Regions from separate parts of the Mus musculus genome. Here all the other regions are linked to region 1. The links are chromatin contacts, called in public HiChIP or PLAC-seq and promoter capture Hi-C maps. All regions are on one chromosome and are shown on one strand. Each heading gives the region's core, a stretch centred on a gene start, on an enhancer-like site or on the middle of the called end of the contact. The rest is flanking DNA. Distances are from core to core; before and after follow the strand shown. Region 1 holds the start of Eri1 (exoribonuclease 1). Region 2 holds the start of Gtf2e2 (general transcription factor II E, polypeptide 2 (beta subunit)). Region 3 holds the start of Dctn6 (dynactin 6). Region 4 overlaps Saraf (store-operated calcium entry-associated regulatory factor).

Evidence for each region. HiChIP or PLAC-seq counts read pairs in DNA pulled down with a chosen protein or histone mark. Capture Hi-C pulls out chosen DNA fragments and counts their contacts.
Region 2: a contact with region 1 is called in a promoter capture Hi-C map of liver, with 5 times the contacts expected there. The contact joins the promoter of Gtf2e2 here to the promoter of Eri1 in region 1. A contact is called at or near these places in 3 of 39 promoter capture datasets (the C10 cell line, liver and pre-B cells) and 1 of 9 other capture datasets (liver).
Region 3: a promoter capture Hi-C map of liver shows a contact between it and region 1, with 8 times the contacts expected there. The contact joins the promoter of Dctn6 here to the promoter of Eri1 in region 1. A contact is called at or near these places in 7 of 39 promoter capture datasets (the 3T3-L1 cell line, cranial neural crest, hippocampal neurons and 3 more), 4 of 484 Hi-C or Micro-C datasets (B cells, CD4 T cells, CD8 T cells and 1 more), 3 of 115 datasets of contacts at active chromatin or transcription factors (astrocytes, embryonic stem cells and large pre-B cells) and 2 of 9 other capture datasets (adipose tissue and liver).
Region 4: an H3K27ac HiChIP or PLAC-seq map of T-cell acute lymphoblastic leukemia shows a contact between it and region 1, with 14 times the contacts expected there. The contact joins the enhancer-like site here to the promoter of Eri1 in region 1. A contact is called at or near these places in 3 of 39 promoter capture datasets (HPC-7-derived erythroid cells, embryonic stem cells and hippocampal neurons), 1 of 484 Hi-C or Micro-C datasets (erythroblasts), 8 of 115 datasets of contacts at active chromatin or transcription factors (the 230-238 cell line, T-cell acute lymphoblastic leukemia, Th17 cells and 5 more) and 2 of 9 other capture datasets (adipose tissue and liver).

What each region holds. Positions count from the first base shown.
Region 1 is chr8:35,494,229-35,496,868 of GRCm38.p6, forward strand. It overlaps Eri1 (exoribonuclease 1), which reads right to left and starts at 1,305. Exons shown (of 7, transcript NM_026067.3): 1 at 1,044-1,305. The coding sequence starts at 1,139. It overlaps Gm51568 (a long non-coding RNA gene), which reads left to right and starts at 1,298. Exons shown (of 2, transcript XR_003947532.1): 1 at 1,298-2,640.
Region 2 is chr8:33,730,732-33,733,371 of GRCm38.p6, forward strand. Gtf2e2 (general transcription factor II E, polypeptide 2 (beta subunit)) reads left to right here and starts at 1,336. Exons shown (of 8, transcript NM_026584.3): 1 at 1,336-1,398. It overlaps 1700104B16Rik (a long non-coding RNA gene), which reads right to left and starts at 1,756. Exons shown (of 2, transcript XR_004691281.1): 1 at 1,058-1,756; 2 at 1-346.
Region 3 is chr8:34,107,389-34,110,028 of GRCm38.p6, forward strand. Dctn6 (dynactin 6) reads right to left here and starts at 1,324. Exons shown (of 7, transcript NM_011722.4): 1 at 1,031-1,324. The coding sequence starts at 1,053. It also overlaps a transcript of Mboat4 not described here.
Region 4 is chr8:34,162,493-34,165,132 of GRCm38.p6, forward strand. All of the region lies in intron 2 of Saraf (store-operated calcium entry-associated regulatory factor), which reads left to right. Among named protein-coding and RNA genes, the nearest start is that of Mir6395, 2.9 kb to the right of the region's middle. Within about 2 kb of position 1,344, at least 67 of the 459 cell types and tissues checked have an H3K27ac peak or open chromatin away from gene starts, as enhancers often do. A contact at or near this core is called in T-cell acute lymphoblastic leukemia, liver and memory CD8 T cells, where this site is marked.

The DNA of each region.
Region 1 (2,640 bases), core at 55-2,554:
TACCAACAAAGGGAATAATCTGGAAAGATCCAGAGAAGCATGCTCCGGACAAGAGGAGCACAAGATCCTTACGTTACAAAACACTCCACGATAAAAGAACACAAGGAAGCCAGAGTGGACGAAGATGTGTATATGAACTGAGCAGAGGGGCAAACTGAAGAAGGCACGGAATGCGCAGCGCAACCTCGGCACAGACTGTCAAAAGGAAACTCTAGAGGCCTGATAGACAGCTTAACCATGAAGAACAAACTCTGCTCTTCCCCAAGACCCATACCTCCTTTCCTGGTCTTCAGAGGCACCTGCGCACACACACACATTTTAAAAAATAATATTTAAAAGGCTATTCTGGCTACTACACGAAGGTGTAAATGGAAAGAATAAAGGCATTGGGACGCCTCTATGGAATACCCACCTTCTGACATTTTGGTTTTTGAGCCTAGCCTTTCACACCCAAGCCATCTATCTCTCTACCCTGCCAATGAATGAATAACCTGGGTGTCAGTACTCAACTCCTCTTACGAAAAAGCGACAGAATTTAGCATCTCGCTCACAACCCGCGGCGCTAGCCAACACTAATTCATCAAGATGAAAAACAGAAGTCCGGGGATCATCTCCTGATCTTGCCCATGCCGTGAGGAAGTAGCAAATCACTTAGAAAGCCGGTCGTGGCAGGGTTCTGGGCGAGACAGTAGGGGACGGGGAAAGACCGGGGGAGGGTCCTCTCGGGAACAGATGCACCTCGGGGTGCAGAGGGCAGTGGGCCGTCTGGGGCTGGGAAGACACGGGCTGTCCGAGCACCCCGAAAGGCTTGCCGCCGCATCTGGCGGGGAGGGTGGGCGCTGGAGAGAACCCAGCCAATCAGCGCCACGGGGCTGATGGAACGGCAGTGCGCCCGCGCGCGCCGAATGTTTACGCGGAATTCTCACTCGGAACTTCCCGCCTGACCTCCTCCCTCTCGAGGCCGACGATGCTCGCCCCGACTAGGACGGAGCAGGGGAGCGAGCGAGGCCGCCCCGCACGCGCGCGCGAGCTCCCGACCTCACCTCCACGCTCAGCGGCCGGGACTCCTCACACTCCGGCCGCGGCGTCTTCTGCTGCGCCGCGTCGCCGCCACGCTCCCGGCCCCGCTCGTCCTCCATGCCGCCTCTCGCGGGCCGCGAGACGGCCGCGGACGCTCACTGTCGGTCCACCGAGACCCGCGGGAAGCCGCCTCGCTCTCTCCCTTGAAAAACTACCGCGCTTCACGTTCCCGCGGCGGCCGCCACACAAACTCCGCCGGACGCCTCCTACTTCCGGGAGCGTGTGGCGTTGTCACGCCGCGCAGGCGCAGTGGGCGGGTCCCCTCCTTTTTCTCCCCGCGCGCGCGCGGTAGGACGGCGGCGGGAGAGAGCCCGGGAGGCGAGCGATTTGGGGAAGTGGGCGTGGGTAGCCCGCAGGTTCGAAAATGGTGCTGCGCCGGTTGCCTGGGATGCGCGCGTGAAGCTGCCCTAATTAGTGTTTGCTGCAAGTTCTAAGGTCTTTCCTCCCAGTAACTCAAAATCTATTTACTTTTTTTCCCCCACTGTAGCAGAAGCTGCTTTGACAACGACCAGTGTAGTCTATGTATGCCCTTCTGCAGATGCGTTCCTAGGGTCTAGATTCCACAACGCTGAAATCTACAGGATTGCATCCTTTCCAATGCTGTTTGGCATTTGGGGACGTTTTTAAAAATCATTTTCATTCGTCTCCACCCCCCCCCCTTGTGTTTATGGGTGTTTTACCTGCGAGCATGTCTGCACCGCGTGTGTGCAGTACCCCAGGGAGGCTGAAGAGAGCGTTGTCCCTGGGATTGGAGTTAGAACCCAACATGGGAGTTGCCATGTGGGTGTTTTTGAGAGGCGAAGGAAGAAACTACCATTCCAACTTAAGTGTCTGGGCAAGATGAACTTTACTCTTTATCAAGCGGGTATGCTCGAAGAGTGAATACATACAAGTCAGGAAGTGTGTTTGGTGATTATTTTAACTTAGGGTGTGGCCTGTGTGTGTCTCTTCCTCCTGATTTGAGGTCCCGTTGTTTCACAGCCTGATTTGATTGGCTAGTCTGAAAAGAATTGGTGCACAGGAAGTGGAGGATGGGGAAAGGGGCCATTGGAATAAAGGAGCAGTTCTTTGAGTAAACAGTAGTTTTTCTGGATCTGAAGGATCGAAACATTTTCATTAAAAGTCTCACAAGGTGGAGGAAGATAAAAAGATTTCAATTCTTTGTCTTAAACCCAAGTTTTATAGTATCCATAGAAAAGACTTGTGGTGGTTTAAATATGCTTGGCCCAGGGAGTGGCACTATTAGTAGATGTGGCCTTGTTGGAGGAAGTCTGTCACTGTGGGCATGAGCTTTAAGACCCTCATTCATGCTGGCTGCCTGAAAGTCAGTCTTCTCCTGTTTGCATTTGGAGCAAGATGTTGAACTCTCAGCTTCTCCTGTACCATGCCTGCCTGGATGGTGCCATGCTCCCACTTTGATGATAATGGACTGAACCTCTGAACCTATAAGCCAGCCCCAATTAAACGCTATCCTTCTAAGAGTTGCCTTGGTCATGGTTAAACACTTGTCATAAGACAAGACTCTTACTTGGTATTTCTCACACACTGGCGATTGAACCG
Region 2 (2,640 bases), core at 86-2,585, 1.8 Mb before region 1:
AGAAGAGTGAACAAGAAGAATGAGTAATCGGTGGGCGGGTGGGAAGGGCCAGGGGACTGGTGAGCAGGCTTTGAAATGTATAAGTGCTTGTAGGGACTGAGGGAGTCTGGAGGCTGCCGGGCTTGCACCTTGTGCTGACATGTTAATTGGAGAGCCATAAGTCACTTTTGCTGGAGGAAAGGGAAATGAGTCATTTTCCTAGACAGAAACTAGAGCTTCACAAGTTCCGGAGGAATGCCGCCGTCTTTTGTCAGTTGTTAGAACTCCTCGTATAGTCCAGATTAAGTTAACTAGTGGATCTTCGGACTGTCATTTGAAGTTTGAAGAATTGGACTCTCCTTTGGACCTGACAAAAATTTAGTTATACAAAGTTAGTTTCTGCATCATCACTAGTATCCTATGTTGGGGGGGGGGCGGGACATACAAAACTAAGACCCAAAGTAATTAGTACTAATAAACTACAGCTATGGGATATTTAAATACTGGATTAGGCTGTACAAACAAGGATAGTTGTAGGGTGCAGGATGGGCCAATTATTATTATTTGTTGTTGTTGCCAAATATCGCACCCACATCTTATATTGTCCCCCAAAAAATCAAAGACAGGTCACAGGTATGAAAAGAGCCGGTGTTCGAAGCGCAGAAGCTGAGCTGTAAGTTTTGAGGTTGAAGTCCAGAAGTTGAATTCTATGTTGAGTTTGCCTTTGCTAGACTGTCCCTCCCACCCCCAAGCCCCCCGCCACTTGTTAAAGGTGGTTCTGGTGAGTGGTATTTGAAATAAAATAAAAAAGCTTGGCATGGAGCAGCACTTGGTAGGCCGAGGCAGAACGATCTCTGCAACTTTAATTCAAGTTCCAGGCCAATCAGGGCAACACAGGAAGACCTTGTCTCAAATAACCAAAACCACCCACCCTCCAAAAAATATGACAGATTTATTGGTAATGTTGCCGGTTGGGTTAGACTCCAGAGCCGGCTGAAGGAGCTGCTCCGACTTTGTGCCAAGAAAAGCGGCTTTCCGTTCTTCCCTAGAGCAGAGCTGGTAGAGTAAACGTGGCTACCGGCAGCCTTTGAGCGCGCTCCGGTCGTCATGGAAACTCGGGGCGGAGCACGCCGTGACGCAGGCGCCTTTTCGGAGCGGCGTCGCGGTGGTTGCTGGGAGCGAGCGTCCTAGCCGCCGCACCAGGAAGTGGAGGGCGGGGCCGGGGCTGTGTCGCCAACGCCACCACCACGGCCGCCTCGGGTTCGACCCCCTTGGCAGGTCCGTGTTGGGCGTGCGCGCCGCGACGGCGGCGGGGGGCGGGAAGCGGGCCCGCGGTGGGCGGGTGTGTGCGTGCGTGAGTGCGTGCGTGCGTGCGGCCGAGGCGGAGGCTGGGAGGCGGCGCGGGCTGCGGGCGCTGAGGTAGGGACTGCGGCGGCGGGCGAAGGGGGACGAGTCCCGCGTGGGACTCGGCTGCCCCGAAGCGGGACGCGTCTTCCGAGGGGACGCGCGCGTGGACGCCACGCCGCCGAGCCGTTCTCCAAAGCCGAGCCCCCGAGAGGAGGGGCTCGCCCCAGCCAGCATTGTCTTTTAGGCCGGACGTCCATACAGCAAACTTTCGGGTTGGAAAGCGGGAAGGATTCCGGGTGGGCGAGCGGATGGTGCCGACCGCTTCTTGGCCACAACCACAGCAGCCGAGCTCATCCCTGTGTGGAGTTGGGGGGACCACCATGGCGTCCCCTCCCGACTGGCTTTTCTAATGCTGCTTTAAACTTTTTGAGGTTGTGAGTTTTCGGAGGAGTCGAGAGGTATTTTCCCGATCGAACTCTGCGCTCCGTTTTCCTGATGTGCTCCGGTACTCGGGGGCGAGCCGTGAAGCGAGAGACAGAGTAGACAGACAGGCTGCTGGAAGATTGCAGATTCTGGGGTAGGAAAGAACTGGACAGTGGAGCCTGAAGATTTGAAATGTTAGTTTTCCGGTAGCTATCCACCGTGAAACGTACCAGCTCTCGGTCGTAACATCCTGTTCGGGGCTTTTGATTGACCAGATTAATGTAAAGTAGACGTGGATATAGTTTCTTTACCACCCAGGTTAGCCCTAAGATGTGCACTGCAGTACAGATGTTGGTTGCAAAAGGAGGAAAAGTTAGTTGGAACTCCGGAGAGTAAACCGCTTGCTCTGGGTGCCTTTGTTGGTATCATCATATAGAGAGGTCTCTCTTATTTCAGAAAGCTTTGCTAGGGTTCCAGGGCTGGGACACATGACTTCTTACTTAGTTGTGCCACTTCTATTCAGGTTTTATGTGTTAAAATTAGCCATAGCACTAATGCTTAGTCTTTCAGACTTGTGGGCATTATGTAGTTAGGTTTTTCTAAGTTGTACAGGTTTGATCTGTCCTAAAGTCTTTATTTGACGTCCAGATTAGTCATCTGACCTTATGAAGTAAAATGTTCCTGTTTTAGGAGTTGCAAACTGCCTGTTTCCTCAGTCTTCTCACGTTGTGAATTTTTTCTTATTTTCATGCTTTCCCTACTCATACCTCTCTCACTTGCATATTAAGTTAATGTTAATTTCTTACCTAATACAACCAAAATAACAATTACTCTTGAAAAAAAATCTTTCATAAATACTTCCTCACTTTTAGAGTTGAGCCAAGTATGTAC
Region 3 (2,640 bases), core at 74-2,573, 1.4 Mb before region 1:
GAGACGGTTTATTCGCCTTACACTTCCTGCTCACCATGCCCAGGGAGCTCAGGGCAGGAACTATGACTGCTTACTGGCCCACTTGCTAAGTAGCTTTCTTAAATGGCCCAGGCCTACCCGACTGGAGATGGCTCTGCCCACAGTGGGATGGGCCTTCCCATCTCAATCACAGATCAAGACACTCACCCCGACATGGACGATCCTTCAATTGAGGTTCCCTCTTCCCAGATGACTCTAAGTTGTTTCAAGCTGACAGTTAGAACTCATCAGGACACTAACCCTAGAATTTCTACAGACCATCAAATGATAATGCATACCACAAAGTTCTTAGAGCAAAGTTTATTCCTGGGGCGTCACTGTTCTGACACCAGTATTCTCGATTCTGAGCCGAAAGTTGCCCAGAAACACCCTGTCTCTCTAGATCTTTGTCCTGTGATAACTGAATGCTTGCTTCCGGGGCGATCCACGCCCTCTTCTGGCTTGAGAGACAACATTCACACGCACACACCTTAACACCGATACATGCATATACATACAGCTGTATATGTATATGTATATCTCAAGACATTAATCCCAGGACAAAGGAGGCAACGGCAAATGAATCCCTATGCTTTTCTGTTATCCATGCGGTCTCTTTCCACCAACGGCTCTCACTGGTGAAGACTGTGACAGGAAAAGCCATAGTTGCCGGCCCTGGGCTCTCAGGCACTGACATAAGGATGACAGCATCAGTGTCTTCTTCCAGGCCTCCCTCTTCCTGATCAGAGGCAGGGCCGACGGTGCAGCCACCGCTGAGCAGCCTTCTCGCCCGCACAACCTCCCTCAGCCTCCCTGAGTCCCCCACGCAGCCCCAATGGAGTCTGCGCAGGCGTGCTGGGATGGGTGGGGGTCACGGAACAAACCCTCTCCGCCCCCACACCCCACGGACGCCAGGTATGGGATTATGGAGCCATCCACCTATACACCGTCTCAGTGCCCCCACGCCGCGACCAGAAACGGGTTCTGCCCCTGCGGAGGTGTTAACACGTACCTCTTTTGCGTCTTCTCCGCCATCGTCAAGCCCGGGTCTCAGGAAGAGCTGAGATCGATTTTTGCAGCCTGGCTAGAGCGATGATCTCTGCATGGGATTGCAGAGCCTGGCACGGCCTGGGAGAGGCGGGGCCTGAGAGACCCGCCTTCTGCTTTCCAGGTTCGCGCTTGCGTGCTGAGGATGGTTTGCTTTTCGGGGTTGGCTTGGCTTGCTTCGCTTCTGCCTCCTGGAAAGTCGTTTTTTCCACTTGACAGTGTTTACCAAGTCTATCCTAACCCCATCAGCCCTGATCCTTATCGTTAAGTTCACTCTACGTTTAACTTCCTCCCTAAGCCTGTCAAAATCTCTTTTGAACATCAAATCCAGTTTTTAAACGTCTCTTTACAAGCGCGCGCGTGCGCGCGTATGCGTGTGTATGTGTGTGTGCTTGGCTCTTCTGAGGCTTTGTCATCTCACGCTATTAAACTTTGAAGAAACCAAGCTGTCTTTCCATCTCCCAACTACTGCTACGTAGGACCCAGGTGGCATAATAAGGATTCATTCTGAGAAGCAAAACCAGCAGGAGATATGAATTACGAGGGTTTTGTTAGGAATTAGTTAGGGATCTGCTGTGCAAGTTCGAAACCCGTAGATCAAGCTGGGACTTTTTCATTTGGAAGGCCAAGCTGCTACCCACAGGTGGAATTTCTTCTTTTCAGGGGGGAAGTTTCAGTGTTGCTCTGAACCCTTTAAACTGATTGAATCTGGCCCACTCCTGGTTATCCGGGACAATCTGTTTCTTAATTAAGCAATTTCTAGTCACACCAAGAAATATCTTAAAGGGGGTGTGTTGGGGCTGTTGGCTCAGTTGGTACAGTGCTTGCTTAGCATGCATGAAGTCCAGAGTTCATTCCAGAGAGTCACACGAAACTGGCCATGGCAGAACCCACCCATAAACCCAGCCCAGGAAGGATCACAAATTCAAGGTCACCCTTGGTTACTCAGAGTTATGGCTCCTGCCATTTTCCTGGTTTTTATAGTGGTTGTTGTATTGTTTTAACAGTTTTTCTAGTGTGGTTTATTCTTTTTTATGATTTCTCAGAGGGACTTGTTTCTCTCTTCAATCTGAAAGATTCCTTCAGGTCTTCTGTAGACCTGGCTTAGTGGTAATGTGTTCTTTGAGTCTGGTTTTGTTTGTTTGTTTGTTTGTTTGTTTTTGGTTTTTGAGACAGGGTTTCTCTGTATAGCCCTGGCTATCCTGGAACTAACTCTGTAGACCAGGCTGGTCTCGAACTCAGAAATCTACCTGTCTCTGCCTCCGGAGTGCTGGGATCAAAGGCGTGCGCCACCACTGCCCAGCTTTGAGTCTGTTTTTGCAGTAGAAAGTGTTTATTTTTCCTTTAGCTAGAACACGTAGGTTTAGTGGGTGCAGTACCAGAGTACTTTCAGACTTTGAAATACATCATTGTGAGCTCTTGCAAGACGTTTAAAGTTTCAGCTGAACAGCCTACCTTCATTCAGAGGGACACACCTGTTCAGGTGATGTGGTGTGGTGATGCTCTCTTGCACTTTAAATACACTTTTTTTTTTCTTTTATGGTCCTCCATGTTAGTGTTTTAAATACAGTATGA
Region 4 (2,640 bases), core at 94-2,593, 1.3 Mb before region 1:
CCAGGCTGACCTCAAACTCATAGTGATTTCCTTGCGGCTTCTTCCCAAGTCTTGGGATTAGAGGCATACAGCAACAAAAAGAAAAATAGCATATTATGTAAATAAAAAACATTTGGGCTTGAAAGAAATCATCAAGAAAGATGCCCCAAAGCTGGGTTTGGTGGCCCACGCCTTTAATCCCAGTGCTCAGGAGGCTGAGGCAGGTGGATTTCTGAGTTGGAGGCCAGCCTGGTCTACAGAGTGAGTTCCAGGACAGCCAGAGGTTCATAGTGAGATCCTGTCTTAAAAGCCTCCAAAATGAGCGAGAGAGAGAGAGAGAGAGAGAGAGAGAGAGAGAGAGGGGAGGGGAGGGGAGGGGAGGGGAGGGGAGGGGAGAGGAGAGGGAAGAGAAGAGAGGGAGAGAGAGGGGGAGAGAGAGGAGAGAGAGGGAGAGAGAGAGGGGAGAGAGAGGAGAGGGAGAGAGAGGGAGAGAGAGAGAAAAGAGGGGAGAGAGGGAGAGAGAGGGGAGAAAGGGGAGAGAGAGGGAGAGAGAGAGGGGAGAGAGAGGAGAGGGAGAGAGAGGGAGAGAGAGAGAAAAGAAAAGAGAGGGGAGAGAGAGGGGAGAGAGGGGGGAGAGAGAGGAGAGGGAGAGAGAGGGAGGGAGGGAGGAAGAGAGAGAGAGAAAACAAAAAGAAAGATGCCCTAATTATGCCTCTCCTATACATACATATACTCCTATGTATTCAAGAGAACTAAAGACACATTTCTTCCCCAAATCTATAAAGATATTTGCAGGAATATTCAAATAGCTAAAACCTAGAGACAGCTGGAATGTCCTTTGGGAATGAGTCATACAGTGTAGTCCATTCCTAAGGTAGAGTGTTGTTTAAGTCATTAGGAAGGACAAGGTGCTGCTTGATACTGTAACACGGGTGGGCTTTGAAAATGCTCTGCTGAAGGAAGACAGCAGTTACAGACTCCTTGGAGTCTCCTCACAGGAAATGGCTAAGTAGGGGGAGGTAAAGCAGACAGGGTGGGGGCCAGGAAGGGGAAGTGGCAGCTGTGCACGGGCTGAGGTTTCTTTGGGGATTGTCGAATTACACCTCAGCCTAGCTATTTATTATAAACAGTAAAACAGTGCACCTGAACTTGAAAGAGAATTTGAACAAAACACAACCAACAGAACCGGTTACACTGGCCTGGCTTGTACCTCTAAACCTTGGGAGGAAAACATCTTATCTGTCTACTTAGTTTTTGATGGTGCTGTTGTACATGGATGTTGTACATGCTCAGCCCCTGCCTGCCTTACACTCCAGTCTGAGTTTTGTTGTTTTGATGAGAGATATTTCTGTGTTCCCTGGCTGGCCTGAAACATGGTGTGCAGCCTCAGCTGGCCTTGGACTTGAGCCTTTGGGCAGTCATCTCTGGCTGAAACCCTGTTTTCTCTAGGTCTCTTCTCCCCCCACCCCCCCACCCCCTGTAAAATGTAAGCATCATGGACTCTTTTTGGAGTTTTATAAATATTGTTTTAAAAAAGTTAAAGAAGATTATGTGGGATTAGCCCCTGTAAAGTCAGTCCATGCTTTTAGAAAACGTGCATGGGAAGTTTTGCTTTGCAGAAATCATTAGCTCTTATTTATCTGACGCTTGTTTAACAACCATTTCACTGTGTTCACATCATTTCCCGTTCCTTTTTCTAAGTCCTCTCACACACTCCCCTTGAATTCACGGCCTTTTCCCCTTTAGTTGTTATTACTGTATATATACAATAATATACAATATACATAATTAATATTTAAATACAATGTGCTGAGTCCCTTCACTTTTGCAAGCATGTGTATTCTTAGAACTGACCAGGTGGTATTAGATAACCAGTTAGGGGGTTCTTCCCTGATACTGATTCTTTAATGATTAACATCTAAACCATCTAGCTGTACAGGATGTACCTATGACAACAGTGGCAATCAGGTGATAGTTTGAAGATTTGCCTTTGTTTTATAAATTGTGGAATAACTGACATGTGTTGTCTTAGTTGCTGTAAAGAGACACCATAACCATGGCAACTCTTATAAAGGAAAACATCTAATTTGGGGCTGGCTTACAGTTTCAGTGGTTTAGTCAGTATTATGGTGGGATGCACGGCAGGATATAGGCAGACTTGGTGTGGGAGGAGCTGAGAGCTCTACATCTTTATCTGTAGGCAGCAGAGTCTGTGTGCCACACTGGGCATAGCTTGAGCATAGGAGACCTCAAAGTCCACCCCCACAGTGACACACTTCCTCTAACAAGGCCAAACCTCCTACTAGTGCCACTCACTATGGGCCAGGCATTCAAATTCATGAGTCTATAGGGGCCAAATCTATTCAGATTACTACATCTGCTGGCTGTGTTGGTGCAGACCTTTAATCTCTGTGAGTTCAAGGCCAGCCTTGTCTACAAAGTAAGTCCAGGACAGCCAGGGCTACACAGAGAAACCTTGACTCTAAAAACAAAACAAAACAAAAACAATTACCTCCCCCGACCCCTACAACACGTACAGAAGGATGTGCAATGTGCCATCTGGGGAATAAGGAAAAGCGACAGAGTGAGTGCTCGTGTACCCGCCCGCCAGCAGTCTAAGAAGCACCCAGTAGACCTAGTCTCTGACGTTGACGCTCTCTC